2 separate regions of the Mus musculus genome follow, and region 2 is linked to region 1. A link is a contact called in public Hi-C data. All regions are on one chromosome and are shown on one strand. Each heading gives the region's core, a stretch centred on a gene start, on an enhancer-like site or on the middle of the called end of the contact. The rest is flanking DNA. Distances are from core to core; before and after follow the strand shown. Region 1 overlaps Gm31107 (a long non-coding RNA gene). Region 2 has its middle 130 kb from the start of Nefm.

Region 1 (3,162 bases), core at 214-2,713:
ACACACACACACACACACACACACACACACACACACACACATACACACACACACACACACACACACATACACACACACACACACACACACTACAAAGTTTAAATATATAGTCTGGGGTTGTTTTTAAAGCTTAAATATTCAGGGTCAAGAATGTTTAAACCATATACGAATAAATATATCATCCTTAACGTAGCTATGTAACGTAGATAGCCACCACTGAAAAAATTATAAGAACAATATTGTTTTGGAGATCTCTCTTCAGATACAGGCTGGATGCCTGCTTGCTAACTAGCAATTCCCTTTTTATTATTATATTATCCAGAAGGAAAAAGAAGACACACACACACACACACACACACACACAAACCCCATGCATCTTTCAGTTTCACTTTATCCTACAAATTTAATAACAGAGCCACTAAATCATGTTAGCATAACAGATGCACTTCTGAACAGGCCTGAGGTATTTCAATTTTCAAAGTGGCCCCTTTTGCCTCTTGCCAAAAAGAAAAAAGAAAAAAAATGTTTTGCCCATTACGATGATTAGGATTTACTTTAGAAGTCATCCAAATTAAAATTGACTTCCAATTCGGTTTCCAAAGAGAAATTTAGAAAGATGGCTTAAGTAAGGGCCACGGCTGTCTGCTGTGAACGACATGGACAGGCGGCAGCTGTAGAAAGTGATGGCCTGGCTCCGTTTCAAAGACAGAAGGGCTACCCCAGGGATGAGGCAAGAATGTTTCACAAGGTTCACTCCACCTCTGAGCTGGCCTTGACCATGCTTGGCCTCCCCGATGCTCAGACAACCTGATATTCTGTGATTCAAAAGAAGTAAAAGGGTAGAAAATACGCAACAGACAGGGCCAGTGAGCCGTGCTGTCTCTCGGTGATCGTAGTGAGGGTCTGGAAGAGTACGGCTTGCTTGTGCCTAATCCAGATGTGAATACCCAGCAGCCTCCGGGCAGAAACCTGCAGAACCAGGCATTTGAGGGAAGAATTACTAGTTGGAACTGTTGCATAAATTTGTCCTTCCTGCCAGATGGGGCTGAATCATAAATAGCCGGATGATTGGCCATATTTTATCTATCAAATCAGACCCCCTCCCATAATACAATGAACTTATGCACCCACCTATTTTTTTAATTCATGGATTAGTTATAAAGAAGGGAAGAAAAGCATATTCTTTTCTTATTGTGGCTTCAGGGTTACAGATTAAAGCACCCTGGCTGGCATCTATGCGCATGTCTCATCTAAACCCAGTGTGAGAATTTGAAGAACTCCCTCATCTTACCCCCCCCCTCTCTCTCTCTTTATATCTTCCTAAGATTTATGGATTGATATTCTTTTGAAAAATAGAAATGAAGAGTCTGAGATCAATGTCTAGGGACTTGTAGACCCTGAAGTCTGAGGTTTATAGAGAGGACAGGAGAATAATCTGTAGTTGTCACCATGGTAACACAGCCTGCACAGCGATTGGAGTCGGCAGAATCGGGAAAGAAAATCACCTAAGTCAGATAAATGCATTGTCATGTTCTCCTGACAACTGTGTTTTGTAGATTTGCTGTTTCTCTGTAGATCGGTTTTAAAGTCTGGGTATTTTGTTTGGTTTTTGTTGTTTGTTTGTTTTGTTTTGCTCTTTAGTGTGTGTTCATTATTCAAAAAGGTAAGTTTTATTGTGACTGCTTCATGTGTATATATCACAGTTTTATCACCTTTTCCCAATGTCTGTTTCAAAGTTTGGGGAAGCTGCAGTATGCAACTGAAATGATAGCAGACAGGGCTCAGGCATTGACTCTAGATCTAGCTGTGTCGATAACCACATGCAAAAATTGGACCGTCCCTAGGGAGCCTGGAACAATTTCTCATTTGTTCACAGACACAAAGAATGCTAAGGGATCTCCAAGACTCAAGTAGTCTGTTGTAGTCTCATTTTTCTAATTAATTAATTAACTAATTAATTAATTAATATGTAGCCTGTGCTGCTCTTGAACTCAGCATCCTCCTGCATCAAGGCTGGGTTTACAGGCACGCGCATACCCAGTGGGGTACGTTCTTTCAGAATACCAGCCTGCTGTATGAGCAGGAAGGTCACGAGCTCCTCTTCACACAGTTACCAGTCAGTTGGACTGCAGAACCTGATGACTGCACTCCTTCCACATCTGTGGAGTCCATCTTGTTTAATAAATCATCCGCTGTCTGGAGCCACATGACATTTATTTAGAAACAGCGCTCACAATCAAAATGCAACATGGCTACCCTTAAAAAACATCCTCTTACAAGATGAACTTTCACAAAAGAATGACAATTGGGTTTGTCATTTGTTTCTGGAAACATAATTTGGAACTGTGCGCTTAAACTGAAGGGAAGAGGGAACATGGGGAGGAAATGCCCTCACAAGGTAACTTTTGAGTGTTGAAATTTCCCAAAATCCCATTACTTGGGTGGGTGCACAATTGTATGGAAATATTCAAAGTCATGTAATTTACTAGAGTAAATGTATCTTGTCAAATACAATTTACTTCTCAGTAAAGGTGCTAAAACACTTTCCAGTGTATTTCCTAAGCTTTTGGTTGCCTTTCTATTACATTGAAGCTGTCACCAGATATATAGCTGTTATACAGCAATTCATCTCCTGGTGCTTTTCGATCATTTGTATTTTCTAATTTATATAGATATATTCTAATAGATTCTAATAGTATCATACATCTGGCTCTTGTTCTATGGCGTTAGCACATTAGATCATTAAGACTTCTATAACAAATGCTGTGAATTCAGGGTGTTAACAAGAATAAGAGTACTGCTCCTTACCGTTCATGGGAATTAGAGCATCACAGACCAGTGGATTTGGTTTAGAGGGAAAGACTTAATTGTAGACTTCTGTCATTTATGTTGTGTCTTCACAGTGCGGGAAGGGGTGGGACAGACATCCAGGTCTTCCCTAAAAAGGGGGATAATCCATGAATGTGAGATCCAACTTTGTGACTAACCACTTTCCAAAGAAACAACTTGGCACCGTTACTACAAGTCTAGAATGTCAGGGTATGAATTTTAGTTAAGGCAAAAATAACCTTCTCATTTCTTATGATGCAGATGTCCCAGATAGTGTGTGTGTGTGTGTGTGTGTGTGTGTGTGTGTGTGTGTGTGTGTGTGTGTGTGTGTGT
Region 2 (3,162 bases), core at 389-2,888, 180 kb before region 1:
TAGCCAGAAGCTGGAAAGAACCCAGATGCCCCTCAACAGAGGAATGGATACAGAAAATGTGGTACATCTACACAATGGACTACTACTCAGCTATTAAAAAGAATGAATTTATGAAATTCCTAGCCAAATGGATGGACCTGGAGGGCATCATCCTGAGTGAGGTAACACATTCACAAAGGAACTCACACAATATGTACTCACTGATAAGTGGATATTAGCCCAAAACCTAGGATACCCAAGATATAAGATACAATTTCCTAAACACATGAAACTCAAGAAAAATGAAGACTGAAGTGTGGACACTATGCCCCTCCTTAGAAGTGGGAACAAAACACCCTTGGAAGGAGTTACAGAGACAAAGTTTGGAGCTGAGATGAAAGGATGGACCATGTAGAGACTGCCTTATCCAGGGATCCACCCCATAATCAGTAATCAGCATCCAAACGCTGACACCATTGCATACACTAGCAAGATTTTATCGAAAGTACCCAGATGTAGATGTCTCTTGTGAGACTATGCCGGGGCCTAGCAAACACAGAAGTGGATGCCCACAGTCAGCTAATGGATGGATTACAGGGCTCCCAATGGAGGAGCTAGAGAAAGTACCCAAGGAGCTAAAGGGATCTGCAACCCTATAGGTGGATCAACATTATGAACTAACCAGTACCCCGGAGCTCTTGACTCTAGCTGCATATGTATCAAAAGATGGCCTAGTCGGCCATCACTGGAAAGAGAGGTCCATTGGACACACAAACTTTATATGCCCCAGAACAGGGGAACGCCCGGGCCAAAAAGGGGGAGTGGGCGGGTAGGGGAGTGGGGGTGGGTGGGTATGGGGGACTTTTGGTATAGCATTGGAAATGTAAATGAGCTAAATACCTAATAAAAAATGGAAAGAAAAAAAAAAAGATGTAACAGGAAACATGCATTTGTTCGTTTAAATTATCAGAACTATAGGAAATCTTGTAGGAGGTAAGTTTCTGCCCTGGCTGGCAAGGTCTCCACTTTTTTCTTGCTCCTTAATGGAATTCCTGGAGAAAGTTAAGTCTTTGGGGTTTATTGTTTCAACTCTATGACAATCAAAGGGATGGAAATGTGTGCTTCTCTCTAACATATTCTGACAGAGGACCTCCCCTTTCCATCAGAGGACATGATGCACACATGGTACAAGAACTGGCATGATTGCCACTCCAAGTATGCCTGGAGGTCACTGGATGCTGTTGCTGTTTTCATGAGCTAAAGAGGACTCTCTACATTTTTTTTTGGCTAATTAAATAAGCCACATGAATTATTCATTGCTCAGAGCAAGGATATGATTATATTTTAAACATTATTACTTTTTCAATCAGACAATCAGCTTCCTCCAGGAAGCTCTTCCTGAGCATCCTGGCTGAAGAAAATCTCTGCTCTGAATTCCTGTGGCATTTGTGACAGGCCACACTACAGAATCTGTTTACACCTTGCATCACAGCTACTTCCAAACTCAGAGACCTTTTGGGGGGTGTCTAGGTAGCCACTGGAGCCAAGAATAAGCCCTGTCCCCCACCCCCACCCCCACCGCCCCAGCCAGGAGAGCACTCATTCATCTTGGTCATAATCTAGCCAGGAGACTGGAGCTATTCATTTCCCCTTTGACCATCAGAGGGCTCTGAGGTGCCATAACTCAAAGAATTGAATCGCAAGCTCTTCAGGAGCAGGGCTGCTGGATTCAAATGCAATCTAAAAGCTTTTGGGGACAGAAATGACATTCATCTTAATCAATGTTAAAGGTTAATGGACAGATGGAGCTGGCTCTGTAGATGTGAGAAAGAGTATTCCACCACCACCACTACCACCACCCCCGGAACTTTACTTAAAAAAAAAATCTGCAGAAGCCAAGAGGAGATAATTAAAAGGCAAATGTCTGTTTTGTTTCCAAGGTATCTATTTTCTGTTCTAAACCACATACCTTTGCCCTTCCTGCTGTGTCCCCTGTCAGGGGAGTGGGGTAGGTCACCTGAGAGATGACAGAAGAGACAGTGCTGACTCAGAGGTTGCAGAGGTGCCCTGAACTGCAGCTTCCTGTCCCACATTTTGCTCACTCCGAAACTCCCATTCCCCAGTGCCATGCCATGTCTCTTTTATGGCTCCACGGTGCTCACAAGTGCACACCAAAGCTTCTCGAAGGCAAAGCCTGCTCTGCTGAGTGACTCCCCAGCCCTTTCTCCATAAGGCGCAATGAGCTACAGCTGAGTCTAGCATCTCCAAGCTAAGGAACCAGCCGCTCTGCAAAACTAGGGGACAAGGGTGGCTGAGTGACTGATCTCCGGCACACATCTGCAGGGCGAGTGTCTTCCCACCTTCCCACAGGAACAGGCATCAGAAGCAGCAAGCAAGAGCTTACACAAGGTGTTCCAGCTGGTCAGAGGTGGGACGAGAAGCCAGCCCAGCAGAGCTGGGTCATGAGTCAGCAGGTTCCCTGTGTCCAGGCAGTGACTTCCCTGGGAAGGAGCAGTAGCTATTTAAGTTATGGTTTCATTCTCCCATATGGAAGTGATCCCTGAAGCATGATGCCTTTTTTTTTTAATTAGCAATATAGTGATTACTAGCCCAGAATTCAGGTGGGCACTTTCTCTTTGTCCTTTGTATAGCAGAGCCAGAGACACTGGGGGAAAAGCATAATACTAAGGCAACCACAAACACAGTTCAAGATCCAGCCTTGGTGCTCTCTCTCCCCAGAACCCAAAGCAGCCACAACCCCTTGCTGTGTCTTCATTTTCTAGTCGATGTTGTTAGATCCTAAGAGCTGTCTATTTCTGTTCCCCCACCGACTTCTTTATAGCAGCACTCCAAGTTTGGCTGAGGCCACCTTCCCAGTCTGAGGGAGTGAGTTCCATTTAGGGCACTTCCTCTCAATTCACTTATTAATATAAGCATGGGTGTGCTGAATATACCATAAAATGAGGTTTAAGACCATATTAGACTTCCAAAGGCATTTCTCTACCCAGGAACAATGATAGGTACTTGTCCCTATACAACTCACACTGTGGCCATGAGGAGACAATGCCATCCATACAACAGAGATGAAGACAAAGTATGGAGGCTCACACCTCTAATCCTGATGCAGATTTTGAGAGCCACAGGATCTGTTATAGCCCAGTTGTGCATGACTCGAGGACTTAA

The links. A called contact is a pair of places that touch in the nucleus more often than the background predicts.
Region 2: a contact with region 1 is called in a Hi-C map of the N1E-115 cell line, with 12 times the contacts expected there. The contact joins two enhancer-like sites. A contact is called at or near these places in 3 of 484 Hi-C or Micro-C datasets (the N1E-115 cell line, adipose-derived mesenchymal stem cells and cerebellar granule neurons).

Annotation. Positions count from the first base shown.
Region 1 is chr14:68,072,427-68,075,588 of GRCm38.p6, reverse strand. All of the region lies in intron 1 of Gm31107 (a long non-coding RNA gene), which reads left to right. Among named protein-coding and RNA genes, the nearest start is that of Gm31107, 6.9 kb to the left of the region's middle. Within about 2 kb of position 1,463, at least 3 of the 459 cell types and tissues checked have an H3K27ac peak or open chromatin away from gene starts, as enhancers often do. A contact at or near this core is called in the N1E-115 cell line, where this site is marked.
Region 2 is chr14:68,252,252-68,255,413 of GRCm38.p6, reverse strand. No RefSeq gene overlaps it. Among named protein-coding and RNA genes, the nearest start is that of Nefm, 130 kb to the right of the region's middle. Within about 2 kb of position 1,638, at least 4 of the 459 cell types and tissues checked have an H3K27ac peak or open chromatin away from gene starts, as enhancers often do. A contact at or near this core is called in the N1E-115 cell line, where this site is marked.